2 separate regions of the Rattus norvegicus genome follow, and region 1 is linked to region 2. The links are chromatin contacts, called in public Hi-C maps. All regions are on one chromosome and are shown on one strand. The core of a region is the stretch at or near the end of the contact, and the rest is flanking DNA. Distances in the headings are between cores, read along the strand shown. Region 1 has its middle 12 kb from the start of Cript. Region 2 holds the start of Socs5 (suppressor of cytokine signaling 5).

Evidence for each region. A called contact is a pair of places that touch in the nucleus more often than the background predicts.
Region 1: a Hi-C map of the A7r5 cell line shows a contact between it and region 2, with 2.5 times the contacts expected there. The contact joins the enhancer-like site here to the promoter of Socs5 in region 2. A contact is called at or near these places in 4 of 12 Hi-C or Micro-C datasets (the A7r5 cell line, the Rat2 cell line, Schwann cells and 1 more).

The regions. Positions count from the first base shown.
Region 1 is chr6:13,328,609-13,333,228 of GRCr8, reverse strand. No RefSeq gene overlaps it. Among named protein-coding and RNA genes, the nearest start is that of Cript, 12 kb to the left of the region's middle. Within about 2 kb of position 3,363, at least 6 of the 93 cell types and tissues checked have an H3K27ac peak or open chromatin away from gene starts, as enhancers often do. A contact at or near this core is called in the A7r5 cell line, where this site is marked.
Region 2 is chr6:13,263,821-13,268,602 of GRCr8, reverse strand. Socs5 (suppressor of cytokine signaling 5) reads left to right here and starts at 2,772. Exons shown (of 2, transcript NM_001109274.1): 1 at 2,772-3,131.

The DNA.
Region 1 (4,620 bases), core at 2,114-4,613, 64 kb before region 2:
AGCGCAAGGCTCTGGGTTCAGTCCTCAGCTCCGAAAAAAAAGAAAAGAAAAAAAAAATGAAAGACAAGCTGCTACACACACACACACACACACACACACACACACACACACACACACACACACACGTGATTCCAGCCCCTATGAAATAAACTGGGTCCCCTGCCAATGCCCATGGCCCCAGGACTGAGAAGGGCAAAGACAGGAGGGTTGGTCACTGCTGCTGGTGTTCTTTCAACCTAGCAAAGACTTGAGCCCCAGGTTTAGGAACAGACACTGCCTCAGAGGAACTCGGAAATGGTGGAAGGTGTGTGATGCCCTCTTCTGGCCTCTGCTTACACACACAGGTGAGTGCACTCACACATGCACACATATAGATAATGACATACTCTAAAATCAGTTACAGTGAAAATTGCTATAAAGTTAGAATGGAAAGGAATTCCTTAGCCTTCTAAGGTCACAGAAGGCCCACAACAAGTGTCACAGTTAAGTTTTAAAAAGTTAAACGCGTTTCTTGAAAGGGATGTGCCAGGCTTTGACCTCATGAGGAATCGTGTTTGCTTAAGCCTCCGCTTTTGACACTTTTTTTTAAAAGCTCTGCTAGGAAGAACGTAGAGGAACCCTTACTGTAAGGATAGTTTAGCTCCAGTATGAAGGTGTGGTCCTTCCAGGGCTCCATCTGAGGGCTGGTAGTCAGCGAGGGTTTACTGTTATCCTGCTTCAGTCTCTAGAATGACAGGGTTGTACACATCAATCACCACGTCCCATTCCCATGCCCTGGGCGAAGTCTGGGAACTAACTCCCCAGTTCCCAGCCCACTCCTCTTTTTCCACAGCCTGTGGGCTGGCACACTAGATAAGGTCATCCTCGGATGTGACAAAGATACATGAAGATGTGTTGCTGCCTTTCTAGGACTCTGCCCTTTATCTTTGAACAGCCCACATGGCCTTAACTCTAGCCTTGGTCCTCACCCAGTAAGGTGAATAGGATCTGCTCCTGTATGGCCCGAGTCCCTCTCAGGGGTCACAATCCTGTGCTGCCCATTCCCCAATATCCAAAACCAGTTTTCACAATTTTGTCCCGTTTTTAAGAATTGATTAGAGCAGGAAGGTAAATGTGGCCCCTGGCATTTTGTCATAGTCACCCGTGTCCATTACACATGGACTAAGATGTCTGTTTTGATAAAGTTCCCCATCCCAGTAAACCCGTGGTAGGCTGAAGATATTACAAACACACCCAGCAACTGGAATCCCGGCTTACAGCATAGCTCACAGGAGCATCGGTGGTCAGCCCCACCCTCCCGCCTCCTCCCTCCACATGCTCTGCCAGCATCATGAAAAAGCTCCGTACTGCCTCTCACCAGCCTGGGGAAGCTCAGCATTCCGAATCCAAGTGCACTTCTGAATGTACACTGCTCCCTCAACATTCTAAATTCAGAAGATCCGAAGCCAAGCTGTCGTAAGAGGACTGTGTGGCCCAGGCTTAATTCAGCCTTAGCCTCCCAAATGCTGGGATGAACAAGGCATGCACCCCCATGTCTGGCTGGTCTTGTACAGTTTCTTAAAGTTCTTTGCCCTACAGACTCTGCCTCTTTAAGTTACTTTTCTCATTTCTGCCTTCCCCACACCCCCTCACCCCCAGTTTCTAAGGACCCCAGTTTCTCCCGACCTTTCTGGCCATCTGTGCCCACGCAGACCCAACAGCGGAGACTGTCAGACTGTTCTGCACCTCAGCTTACCGTGATTAGCAGGCCAGCCTCTCCAACAGTATCACTGGATGATACCGTTGACTGTAACAAGCACTTCTCACTTCTCTGGAGGTTAGTATGGAGGCAAAGAGCCTCAGTGGTCAGTGTTCAGGCACTGGCTCCTCCTGCCCTGGGTCCAGTGCCCACCTCGAGCTGTGTGTGGTGAAAATCTGTGTCCCCATCTCTGGAGCTGGCACCTCGAGGTTTTGGCCATAGTGTGGGAGAGCAATACTCCTCCACCAGTAGTATGCATAGAGGTTGTGCTTCAGGGCCAGGAAGTCACGTGACTGGTTTGTCCGTCATTCAGCCAGTGTGCTTTAAGTCAGCTTTCCAGTGCACTTCCAGAGGTGTCATAAGGTTGTGAGCCAGTTAGCATTAAAGTGTATGCCAAACTTGTCCCCATATGTACTTAATGTCATTGAAGTTTTTCCAGAAGTGACAGGTCTATTACCACTTGTTCCTCCACCCACTCAAAGTTGCATCCTTTGATACCTCCCTTCACTATCTTTGGGGATCACACCATTTCCCCCAAAATATTGGTAATGTAGTTTTAGAGGGGAAAGTTAAGGATCAAAATTAGATGTTTTATTTGTTGACATTTCCGAGAAACTTCAACTCCATATATTCTTACAGTTTTATCACCTTCCTAATGTTCACAGGCACTCATATACCTGTCTGTCTGTCTGTCTGTCTGTCTGTCTGTCTGTCTATCTATCTATCATCTATCTATCTATTTAGTTTGTGGTACCTGGGATTGAACCAAGGCCTTCACAAATGTTAGGCAAGTTCTCTAATTAGATTTTTGACCTACAAATTCAGTCCTCTTAACAGAAGTGGTGAGGACAGAGGCAAAATCAGAGAATGAACAGAAAGACAGGGACAGACAGAGGTAGGGGGTTCATGGGGATGTGAGAGGTTAACCTGGTGAAGTTCTACAGTTGCATGTGTGAGAGAATGTGCTTGCTATAGTTATTCCTTTTCCCTAAGTGTTTTACATTTCAAATGAACAGCTCACCCTGATCCCAGCACCAAGTCTGCCTTTCCATCAGGCATCTGGCTTCTAACAAAAGCATCCAGGCTTCTTCATCCAATATTTATAAATATTACAGGACACTGTCTATTGGCCAGTGACTAATACACTTTCACAAAAGTCTGCTGCGAACCTTCAAAGAGATCCTAATTTTCCCAAAGAATTTATAATCTTTCTGCATTGATGTACTCGTTCAGAATCAGGCATGAGGGTATCACAAACCACTGGCATGTTAACTATTCTGACAGACATTGTACTGGAACAAAGTCACAGACGTTTACTGGCTGCTTTCTTGTAAGAGGACAGGATCACAAAGCCTAAAACATTTACTACTTGTTCCTTAAAATAAGTTTGTTGTTGCAAGCTTTATCCTAGTTAGAAATGATCAATACATTTGAGAAGCTGAGTTGACAGAAAGGGTTAATGATTGCCCAGCATTGGCTTAACATTCTCCCAGACTATCCCTGATATTTTTTAATTCCTTATGAATTACTGTTAGGACCAGAAGCCTCTCAGACCTCTCTGAAGATTATCTTACTGGCATGAGTTAAAGCACTTATCATACACTGATGAACTAAACCACCAGTAACTTGATCCACATGACCGTCAGCAGCGAGCGCAAATGCACTCACTCTGGTTATTTACTCAAGGATTATACTTTCTTGCTCCGTTCACTCAGAATGTAATTATTTCCTGTGTGATCTAGACTTTATGGGCTTTCTCCAAATTCAGCCCTCTGATTCGCTTCCATGATGTGAAGCTGGCCTTGGGGTGACGGTGGGGTTCCCCAGGCAGGCAGGTCTCCTTCCTTTTCACAGCTGCAGAAAACAGCTCTTTCTCCCATCCAGGGGGCCAGAGAGACGCCCGCCGACAACTCAGGCAGTTCCTATTTTATAAAATGAATTCTAACTCGGTTTCTCTGCAGATTATTTGCAACCAACCTGTGTTTTAAGGAGTTTGCCCCACACTCAGACAAGTGTTCAGCTAAGGCAGCCCACTTGGACAACTTTACCCAAAGGTTTAATGATAGATACAATTACACTGCTCAGAAAAGGTCTGCTCCAGCGCTCCAGTGCCTCATACATGCTTACCGACTCCTTGCCTGAGATACAGACCCTGTAAGGAAGGCACTGCTTCCTCCCCACCCCCGAGGAACAAGGGAGAGGAGAACCTGTGCGTTTTGCATTTAGAAGAACCCTCCATGGCTCTTGATTCCCTCAGCACATGGTGATAATCGGGGTGGGGTGTGCTGGAGTCTTCTTGCCTAGGCATGAAGCAGCTCCCTCTTTTGTTCATGGCCACCAACTCTGAAACATCAATCCCACCACAGCTTGGGGTGAGTCAGAGCATCTCTCGGTTCCTCTCCTACTAAAGAAGCAGTCTACCCGCAGCTGGCCCTGAGCCTCTCAACTCTCTCTCAAGTTTCCACCTGTTCAACCTTCTTTGCCCACACAGAAAGCTTTCTTTGACACCCGAAGATCTTGCCATGTATCCTGTCTCTCCGTGCCCTACAGCCCGCATCCGCCCCCCATATTAAGATTACTCCATTTTAATTTATGAAAGGTCTTCCACCCCTGCAACTGAACTAAGACTCAGACACCCAAATATAGCACATTTGTCGTTCAACAGGCCCCTAAAGTCACCAGGATGAAGACAGACCTAGCCATTCCCACTTCATAGCTCCAACAGAAAGTCAGTGGCTTTTAATGAAGTTTCAAATGAATTAATGGCTTAAGATAGTTTGTTTCTTGTTAGGGTAGAAATGACTTAAATCAGAGGCAGCCGAGTTTCCAAGAGTCTGAGGGTTAGGGGAGTTTCCAGAGAGGGAGGGAGGGAGGCACAAGAC
Region 2 (4,782 bases), core at 1,523-4,022:
AGGAGAGAACCATGGCAGTGCCCTCTGAGGAGAAGAGGAGAAGCAGGAGAGAGGCAGGGCACCTGCGGTCAAGAGCTCATGGATAATCCTGCTGGCCTCTCTGGTTTTAGTTTTTGGAATGCATGTCACTCCCGGCTTACCTAGTTGTTAATCTACTTGTATACTGCTTGTCTTGCCCCATCAGCCACCTCGTCAGTTTTGTTGACCATTACATCTTGAGCTAATACTAAAATGCTCAATAAATATTGGCCTAATGATTAAATAGCACAAAGGAGGAAGTGACGGCGGCAGTGGATCGAGGGTGTTTAGTTCACACCATGTCGGTCCGGTTACGGCGCTGCGATGACCAACGTATGAAGGGAACAAGTTCGGTTTGGAGGCTCCAGTCCTGATCTGGTAGGCTTATTCTCTGTCTCTCACGGGGTGAAGGGCACACTGGGGCATGTTCTTTCTGTTGCTGGGGAAAACATTATGACTAAAAGCAACTCAGGGAGGAAAGGGTTTATTTAATCGTTCAGTGTACAGCTCAGCATCAGGGGGAAGTCGGGTTAGAAACTCAAGAAGGAACCAACGCAAACACCACAAATGACTGGCTTGCTCCTAGGCCCACACTTGGCCTTTCTTATACAGACAGCCAAGGCCACTGCCAGGGAGTGCATGGCCAATAGTGCCTGGGCCTCCTACAACAATGAGCAATCAAGAAAATGCTGACAGACACATCCCAGAACCAAGCCGATTGAGGTGGGCCTCCATGTGCGCTTTCCCTCAGATAATGCTGAGGTGAGTCAGGTGAACAGCTGTAGCTAATGAGAGGAGGGCAGGGGTGCACTGCAGAACAAAACTGCTCACATCCTGGATAGGAGGTGAAGCAGTGATGAGGATCTCACAACCCACTCTAATCCCCCCAACACACACACACACTCACATACACACACTCACATACTCTGACCTAAAGTTTCTCTGTCCACTAGCCTCTCTGTCTTTTAAAGGTCCCACCACCTTCATGCCAAGGACCAAGAGTAATTCATAGGCCTGTGAAGAACATCCCAGATCCAAACTATAGCAAAGAGAGAGAGAGAGATGCTGGAGCAGTAAGAAAGTGGACAGAGGCTTGCTCTCTGGTCCCAGGAGCTCCTGGGAGAGAGTTAATGTGAAGTGGTACGAGGAACAGAGGAGGAGCAGGCTTGGTGAAGTTCAGGTGTGTGTTCCAATGGGGAACTTACTCCAGTAGACAAGTGAAGCGGCTAGAAGCTGCTTAGAAATTCAGATCTGGCCTTCAATGACCGGACGTTCATCTGTGATTCTATCTGAATGGCTAGATCAGCCCATATACAGAACCAGAGAAAAGGGCTGAGGGCCAGACCCCGAGCCTCTCAAGGAGCCAATAAAGAACAAACACTTAAAAACAACTGAAAAAGCAATCCGAGGGTGTACAATGTTAAGGTGGGGGCCGAGAAGAGTCTAAGAAAAGCCTTCAAGAAAAATGTAGTCTGCAGTTCCCACTGCAAGGCATTAAAGACTAAAAGTGGTAAAAAAAAAAAAAAATCTTACTATTCAGCAGGCTGAAGTAGGAGCACCACTATCTTGTGGCCAGCTTGGGCTCCACATTGAGCTCCAGAGCATCCTAGGCTATACAGTCAGGCTGTTTCAAACAATCATGACTAAAAAGTGACCCTATATGGATATCGCTGATAAAAGGACCACTTTCCGTAGATTCCCTGGGGGAGCAGACTGTATTCGAACCATGAAGTAAACGGGAAGAGCAAGTCTTTTTGTCTAAGCACTGGAAAGCAATATGTCAGTAGCTTATGAGTGGTAACCACGGTTCTAAAGGGCCAGCTGAGGTGTCTCGCCGGTATCACAATCCCCCGATATACTTCTCTGTCCTTGCAGCCATCGAAATGGCGGGGCCATCCACATAAAATGCAAGCGAAGAGAGGGAGCGACAACACCCCTCCCCTCGTGTATGAGTCATCTTCGTGGCAGCTGAGAGCCTGGATGGGAAGAGTTGAATTCAATGAGATGCCCGGTTTGCCGTGAATATTGGAATTCAGTGACTTGGATGGCTCCATGCAAAAGGGAGCTAGAGAAACTCATTCACATTTTCCTACCCGGCACTCGCAACCTCCATTCAGCATTTTCGCCTCGGTCTCCCTAACAGAGCCCAAACGAACAAAGCTACTACTCCCTACCCGCACCTCTGGTTGACCTTCCACCTTAGCGCCCACTCCTAGCGGGCTCCACGGCCCCGTGACCCACTCCAGCCTCCTAGACTCCCAGTCCTCGCCCCCTCCCCTCCAGCCCTAGCCGGCTCTGCCCCGCCCACCCCGGCCACGTGTCAGCCTCTCTCCCACCTGACTGGCTCCTCCCTCTTCGGCCGAACCCGGCCGCTGTCGCAGCTGCCCGACTCCAAAATGGCAGCCGCGCACAGCACGCACCAGCGCGGCTGGACCTCCTTAACTCGCCGGCCTCCCCTCTGGAGCTCCCAGCCTCCCTCCTCCGGCCTTCACCTACCCGCCTCTGGATTGGCCTCCGGGAGTCCCGCCCATCTACAGCCCCGCCTGCCATTGGTCACGGTAGGCTGCCCTTCAGAGAGGTGTGGCCCCGCCCGCCCCCCCACCCCGGGAGGTATTTTCCATTCCGGTGGGGGGTTGGGGGGCGGGGGGAGGGGAGAGGGTGACGAGGGGGAGGCGGCCGGGAAGGGGTGGGGGCTGGCGGGGGCATCCGGCCGAGCTGGGGTCCCCGGGCTCCGTCCAGAGGAAGCGAGGCTGCGCCGGCCGGGCAGGAGCGGAGGACGGGACGCGCGGGCGGTCGCCCTCGCCCTGTCGCTGACTGCGCCGCCCCGGCCCATCCTGCCTGGCCGCAGGTGCCCTGGATGAGGCCGCCGCGCGTGTCCCGGCCGCTGAGTGTCCCCGCGGTCGCCCGGCGCTGGTCCGCAAGCCGCCGCCTCTCCACGCCCCGGTCCCTGTGCCCGGCGCAGTCTTCCTCGGGCGGGCGCCTCCGCACCTCGGCGCAGGCGGCACGGCCCTTGGGCCGGGATGGATCCGCCGGGAAGAGGAAGACCAGCCGGGGCGTTGAGCCCCTGCGCCCGGTGCCGCGCGTAGTGGGAGCTTACGCGCAGTAGGCTCTCGGTACGTCTCGGAGGAATTGCTTTTCGGTTGGAGTCAGGGCACCTAAGGGGAAGAAGGGGTCGTCTGGGGCTGATAGGAGGGCATTCGTCATCGGGGTCGTGGTGGGTCGAGACTGGATGGGGGAGGTCGTCGGTGCCCACTGCAAGGGTAGAGGGGACCAGTCAATTCACCTGGAGCCCCAGCGCTCCGACCTGAGGGTCCTCAAGGTCGACGGTAAAAGGTCTACCTAAAAGGTCTACCGGGAGATGAAGGAAGGAGCTGGGGAGCGTGGATGCGGGAAAAGACTGGAGCATCTCCGGGGGTTTAACCTGAGATGGTTAGTTTAGTACAGGATGCGGAGGCGGCCGCAAGGAAGACCCCGCTCCAAGTCCTTGAGCTTTTAATAAATGGCTCTTTGGTGCTGGGGTTTGGGCATTCGAGTAGCTGAAGCCGAGTGACTTTGTGGCAGCGAGGGAGTTGCATTGACAGAAGGATGCTAAGGAACAGCAGAAATACACTTGGTGTGGTTCTCAACTTTGAAGGCTATGGGGGTCAGTCACGAGCTTTTAACATTTTTATTTTGGCGTTCCAAGCAAACGGTGGCTCGCTGCTGGACTTCGGTCAGTGATCCTTTATTTTAAACTGTATGTATGGATTTGATGGGTTTGGGCAGTTATCAGTTTTCCTGGACATTCTTCCAACTACATCTTGACTTCTTACAGCAGCTTCTCCATCTACACCGGAGGCTTGCTCCTTTCAAAGTTAACACTAGGCTGGACTGTACTATTCCGATTTACTGACATTTATCCTGGAAGACTTGTAAGTCATGCTTGCTTTTAACTGTTTCTTTACAAGGCCATGTAAGATTGAACTACATGTTCTAAAGAAGTTTAAAAATGGTTTCTCTTTAAGTATTGAAATGAAAAAGATGCTGGTATTGGAGGACAGTGCTAAAATGAGCTTGAGTGTTCTAACAGTTGGGAATTTAGTCAAATACATACTTTAATCTTAATAGTCTCGTATTCACAGTCCTCTTGTGAGACTGGCTTAGCAACTGAAGAAAGACACACACATGGGCAATGGCTGTTGTCCGGAGTTCACCCTTGTGGCTGTCCTGTAGGGATATTACCTTTTTTATTCCCGGGTAGTAGAGTAAGCTAAGAAGTGCACTGCTGGTCCTTAGTCTCTTTTTAAAGTCACATCTGTATTACTAATTTCATACATTTCTTGAGTTCTCTACCGCTTACAAAATGAAGACTCACTTGATTAGGGAGTACTTAAAATTTAGGGGAAAAATCTGAAGGATACTTTGCTGGCTAATTCAAACATTTCTGCAAAAAGGTGCTAATGTTTTTAATTGGTCTCCAGAGTTCTTGAAAAAGTAATGGGTAATTATGTATTTTTCTCCTTATTGTCCTTGAATTTTACCATTTGTCCTTAGGGAGAATGTACTGGCATACAAAACAGCAGCTTAAAATATTGAAACCTAACACCTTTTGACATTATAATGGCTTCTTCATGATTCACCTTGAGATTCCTCTCTTAGGAGCCAGCAGCGGTGGGCTTTCCCTTCCTCCTGGTTGGGAGTGGGCTGGCGCTCTCTACTGCTGTGGGCCTGAAGCAAAACAGTTTACTGGCTGTGAAGTAATGGTGATAACTTTCACAAAAGGAG